2 separate regions of the Mus musculus genome follow, and region 1 is linked to region 2. Evidence: chromatin contacts called from public HiChIP or PLAC-seq data. All regions are on one chromosome and are shown on one strand. Each heading gives the region's core, a stretch centred on a gene start, on an enhancer-like site or on the middle of the called end of the contact. The rest is flanking DNA. Distances are from core to core; before and after follow the strand shown. Region 1 overlaps Gm34612 (a long non-coding RNA gene). Region 2 has its middle 100 kb from the start of Gm34549.

Region 1 (2,778 bases), core at 146-2,645, 200 kb before region 2:
TGAAAACAGGAAGAGGCGTAATGTTTGAAACTAAAGAATAAAAATGAGGCTATGCCAGGTAAGTATTAACAAGAAAAATGACAATATACACGCAGGCTGGCAGTAAGAAAGAAGGTACATTCTCCTCAGGGTATGGCCAGGAACACAGAAACCACTGCACATAATTCTGATAGAGTGGATTTAGTGCAGCCAACCCACAGGTTTGCAGGAAAGACGGGGCTATACTCAGAAGGAGAGAGAGAGATGACCGCATCGGTGCTCTGGGTTTCAGGATTGCTGGGGTGTCTATAGGTGGTCAGTGATAGCAGGATTCATGGTGCGACACAACGCAGGCAGGCAGAGGGGATAAGTGTTGAAACTGTAACTTCTCTATCCCTTCTACTCAATGACCCCTTTCTAAACCTCTCTCTGGCCTGCCTGAAATCCAGCTGAGAAGGGAACATGAGGCCCTGACACTACTGCACATGACCGGCCTCCTATAGCACTTATGCAAAGCATAGCTGGACTGAGAGCATGTGGAGAACAAGTGGGCCCAGGAAAGTCAAAGAATGATGCTAAGTGCATTGGATATTTTAGAAGGGCAGAATCAAGTGCAATCAAACAGTAAGCGGGAGCTTATGTGAACTGAACAAGATAGCTTGAAAATTATATGCTGCAGCTGGGATATATTGTGATGGTAAAGTACTTGCTTAGCATGAACTGGGGAGGAGATGGAAGGGAGGGAAGGAAGAAGGGAGGGGAGGGAGAGGGAGAGAAAGAAAGAGACAGAGACGGAGAGAAATAAATGTTCAAGGACTGGACCTGTGGGAAGGAACTTGCTTTTGTTACAAGCTTTTATTGTAAACTCTTCTTCAATCATGACATGGAATCACAGGTAAATCCCAAAAGATGTCTAGCAATACTTTGTGGGACTACTCTTTGAAGGGAGGTGCTGGCCTTCATGGTGGGTTAAGACAAAAAGTATATATAAGCAGACCGTGAAACCACAGGACCAAAGAAGAAAGGTGTGTGAGTGGGTCTAGAGAATTAAAAATGTACCAAGAGAAGTGTATTGAGGAGTGTGTGTGTGTGTGTGTGTGTGTGTGTGTGTGTGTTTTCATGTACACATGATTGTAAAAGCAAGATAGAATGCATTGAAGGATTTTGAGCAACCTGCCAACATTGATAACATCATTGAAAGAATGAGAAAGAATGGGCAATATCAATCTGAGGCAGGAGTGTAAGACTCACGACTAAGAAGTTAAAAGGAGAAACTGACGACTGTATATAAGATTAAAGCTAAGTACTTGAAGTCAGAGGAGAGAAACCTAAGAAAGAAGAACTACAGGAAGCAACTCAGAAAAGGGTCTGGGGGGCTGCAGAGTCGAACATCTGAGGAGGAAGTGTTCAACAGGACGTGCGTTTGAGGGTGACCAAGAAGGTTCTGCCCATTACAGGAAAAACATTCCACTGTGGTCAGCACCACTGTGGAAGCCCAAAAAGGAACTGAGGTTGAATAACCCACCACCAGCCTTTCGTGTTGCCTCCAGAACTTAAAAGGGGTATGAGTCTACCATGAAATCTCCAGGCACAGGAGCTGCACAAGTGGTCAAAGCAGGGTTGGTCTCACAAAGCAAGAGTGTAGCCCAGTGGTTACAAAAAGTGTAGCCCAATGGGTGTAGCCCAATGGTTTAGAGTGCTCTTTTTTTTTTTTTTTTTTTTTTTGATGCAATGAGACTAAAGCTAATGTTTCCCAGTATTATTATACAGACTCCCACTTGTTTCAGACAGGAAAACCTTCCTTGTTATTGTTTCATGGCAGTAGTTATAAACTGCCATAAACTGGCCTGAAACTTACAACTTTAGGAGAAACCAACTGGTAAAACATACACAGACGTTACACAAAGTGATTTGGACCAAATTGGTTTTAATTTTGCTTATTATTACAGAAATAAGTATACTTTTGGCATTTTGTCAGTTCTAATATAGAAATCATTAAAATTTTCCCTTTTAATATAATATAGTTCAAAACAAAATTAATGATTAAAACAGTATGAATTATAATTATATTTTAATATTACTGCTGGGAAGTTAAATTAGCACTAATGAAGACTCTAACTTTGATTTTCAAAAGACACGTGTTAATTATTTCAAAGGGAGACTTAAAAATAAGTCAATTTGCACTTTTGGTCACTGTAAATTTAATCTTTTCAATCAATATTTTAATTAGTTGCACATAAGGAAACTTTTCATATGATACAATAGTTTTTAAGAACTTGAGACCTCCAAACAGCATCTTCAAAGTCATTAGCACATAATACACTTGAATAAATCGCAGTTTCCAGGAGAGTTCCCTTAGAAGGGGTTGTGAGATTAGCTATTAAATCACTGCCCAGCAAGGCATGGTGACACACTTGTCTATTCCCAGTGCTACGGACACAGAGGCAGGTGGATCTCTGTGAGTTCTAGGTCAGCCTGGTCTACAAAGTGAGTTCCATGCCAGCTCTCAAATACATCCTTGATACCAGTATCTGGTTCAAGAAGTTAGGGAGGGTCTGGGATGAGTTTGGTGGAAAAAAGTGTTATCAGAATATTCTATGAAAAAATTAAATACAAAATAATAATAAAAGAAAGTTACTTTAGAGAGATTAGCTTTCCACCAAATAATATGTAATATTAATGAAACTCTACTGGAAAGTTCTACATTTGTTTGAGGCTTTTATAGTGTTCTACTAAAATAATTTTCCATATTTATGTCATTTTTTATTTTATTCACTGATTCTAGATGAACTTTTTAAA
Region 2 (3,056 bases), core at 23-2,522:
GAAGCAGTATTTCAACAGAGACCTGGCAGCCAGTCACTTTAGTACATTTAAAGCAAATGACGGAAGAACATGCTTGCTTCCCCATAAACTCAACCTGGAGCGTACTCTACAAGATAGCCACACACCGTGTGTATGGCATGCTGACATGACTCTTCAGCAAGTTTCCTCCTCCCCCTCCCCCACCCCCCATTTCTGAAGAAATCCTTGCATCTTCTGCTCAGGACATCTCTAGGTCCCCTATCAGCCTGCAACAGTGTTATGGCTGAAGCTTCCATCCAGACCAGGCGTGGCAGCCTGTGTACACAGCCCAGCAAACCTCACTGACAGGCTCATTTAGAAGCAAATTAGGGGTTAAGTAAAAAGTGCATGACAGAGGCAAAACGGAGTTTCCCTTTCCCCCTTCCTGTCGGTTAGAATTAGAAAGTGCCCGTGAGCAGCGGGTGTCAAGAATATGAACGTGGGATGTCATTTCGGCTGCCTCTAATTGAAGTCAGGATAAATGGAGTGGAAAGGCAGCGTCTAATCCAATCAAAACATGAAAAAGGTATTTTGACATGTAAATTACAAACTTCCTGTGTATTTTGTCTCCCCAATTACACCCTCCCCTGTCATGTTTTTAAAAATCGTATCTTAATCTCCCAGTCTCCTAATAATTATGTCATCATTCTTGGGCCCTGAACACTGTGTAATGGTATTTTATGGGCTATGTCATTCATTATTAACTAAACTCACACTCTGTCCCTGGTGATACCATATCTCATGGTGTTCAAATATGCCTGGTGTCAGCTCCTGCTTTGTAAACGCTTCGCAGTTCCGCTCTCTGCTTCTTGGTGACATGGGAACGATTTTTTGAAGCATTTTTAGATGTTTAATCCGACTCGCTGGTGTTTTATATGGGGATACCTGATACCTTGGTGGGTTTTTTTTTCCTAATTGTATGAGTGATTAGCTTAAAATATAAATCTCTCATCGTTGGGACTCATTGAAATGGTGTCACACTCATAGAATGGTATTGTGGTTCTTAAAGAAATAGCCCACATTGTGCTCACACAATTGGGACCATCAACAGAAGATGGATAAGTTTGTTTGTTTTTTTAAGAATGCCTATTTGACATGCATAGATGATTTCTTCTGCATTGACGGGGATACCAGCAAATAGAGTGGCAAGTCCCCAAGCAGTTGAAGGTTGAGAGCCTTCAACACTACCCAGCATGTGGCCCTGGGCTTAAAGACTGAAAAGGGAAGCAGTGAGGTACAGGGCTTCCTCCAACTGTCTCTGGGCAACAGGGGCAGACAGAGAACTGTATTTCTCAGGGAAGCAGCTGGACTGCTTCATGGTGTCCTATGCCCCTGCCCCAGGGCCCCAAGGGGGAACATTCTAGAGCCAGTGTGTTTCATTCAGGGTCACTTGTACCCAGAACTGGGGCTTCTCTATGTTCCAAAACAAGTTCCACAGTGAAAGTCACCACGTCCTCAAGGTTTCATTAAAGACCATGTTTTACTCTCAGGCTTACTCTGGTTTAGAGTGCGGCAGTACAGCAAGGAAAGGCACTGGGCTCAGAAAGATGGAGACTCTGATCCCAGACTTTAAGCAAGTCACTTGGCTGCTCTAGCTCAGCCTCAGGATGCTCACTCACCTAGCACGGAGGTCATAGCACATTTGCATGGAGTCAGATGAGATAGATGTGGTTGCACGTCCATTAGCGGGATTAAAACTAAATGACCAAAACTGAGGATTTCAGTTAAAGCCGGGAACCTTTATTTTGTGTCCCTGTTCTACCACTGATTAGCTCTTAGGCTTCAGTTTCTTCTATTTTCAAAGTGGATAAAACAACACATCTCCCTAAGGAAGGTGAGGTAGCTCAGACCTAAGTGTTTTTTCTGAGGTGCACAGCATATGGGAGATATTATAAGGTCACCAGAACCACAGACTTTGTCACTGACTAAGTCTGAATGGCAGAATTGACTGATGTCCCAATCCAAGTGATCAACCTTGACGTCATACACAACAGGCAACACCGTTTCGGGGTCTTGGCAGGTTGTGCTTATATGATTGTGCACCTCTGTAAAGGAAACAGCAACAACCAAGGAAAAGGAGGTTGTGAATTTGAGAGGGAGCAAGGGAAATTTGAGAGTCCATGGAAAGGGTTGAGGATGAAAAAAAAGGGAGAAATGATGCAATTATCTTTTTAAAAAAAACAGAAATATAGATTTGAAAATTATTTTTTATTTTATTAATCATTATTACTAATATCTTGGGGACCAAACTAGTAAATTAAACACTATCATATTGTATGTGTTTGTGTGTGTGTGTCTGTGTATCAAAACAAGACAATTGAGTCTTATGTCACTTAACAATAATGACATGTTTTGAGATGTGTGTTTAGATGACTTGCTATTATACAAGAGACTAAAAGTATGCTCTTGGCTAGGACATCACCAAATGATGTAATCACACAGGATTCTTGACCCATATGGAGTCCAGTGTTGGCCAAAACATCATTACATGGTTGCAGTACAGCACAGATGTTGCATGTAGAGCTGAGTGTTTCGGTTTCAGGCATGCACTAGGAGTCTCAGACCCTAGCCCTGAGTAAGGGGAGGCAATATGTTAGGGCTTCAGGGACAGTGGTCCCTGTGCAGCTATGCAGATATGGGAGGGAGTTTATGGATGCCGCCAGCCAGTCCAAAGCTGCTTCTTCACGCTCCTCTAATCAGTATCACACTGGCCCTGTATGGATTGTAAAATTTAAGAGGGAAAGGGCTCTGTCCTCAATAATTTCAAAAACTCAACCTTTTGGGGAAATTAGCCCCAATAAAAAATGATACATCAGATATGCTTTTTGAGAGGTTCAAACAGAGCAGTGCACTGTGCTAGAACATTCTTAAGGAAGCAGATAGGACAAAGAGATCATCCCATAGAAACAGAACTGCTAATAGTCAGCTTATCAGTATGACATTGGACAGTATTATATAAATTGCACAGGCAAGGGTTTTTAATTAGTTCTCTGCAGCAGATTAAGACCAACAGTTCAAAGCTCAAACTTGAATTTTCT

What was found. HiChIP or PLAC-seq counts read pairs in DNA pulled down with a chosen protein or histone mark.
Region 1: an H3K27ac HiChIP or PLAC-seq map of microglia shows a contact between it and region 2, with 6 times the contacts expected there. The contact joins two enhancer-like sites. A contact is called at or near these places in 5 of 115 datasets of contacts at active chromatin or transcription factors (cardiomyocytes, double positive thymocytes, embryonic basal ganglia and 2 more).

Annotation. Positions count from the first base shown.
Region 1 is chr7:68,794,453-68,797,230 of GRCm38.p6, reverse strand. All of the region lies in intron 1 of Gm34612 (a long non-coding RNA gene), which reads right to left. Among named protein-coding and RNA genes, the nearest start is that of Gm34612, 3.5 kb to the right of the region's middle. Within about 2 kb of position 1,395, at least 3 of the 459 cell types and tissues checked have an H3K27ac peak or open chromatin away from gene starts, as enhancers often do. A contact at or near this core is called in microglia, where this site is marked.
Region 2 is chr7:68,591,192-68,594,247 of GRCm38.p6, reverse strand. No RefSeq gene overlaps it. Among named protein-coding and RNA genes, the nearest start is that of Gm34549, 100 kb to the right of the region's middle. Within about 2 kb of position 1,272, at least 5 of the 459 cell types and tissues checked have an H3K27ac peak or open chromatin away from gene starts, as enhancers often do. A contact at or near this core is called in microglia, where this site is marked.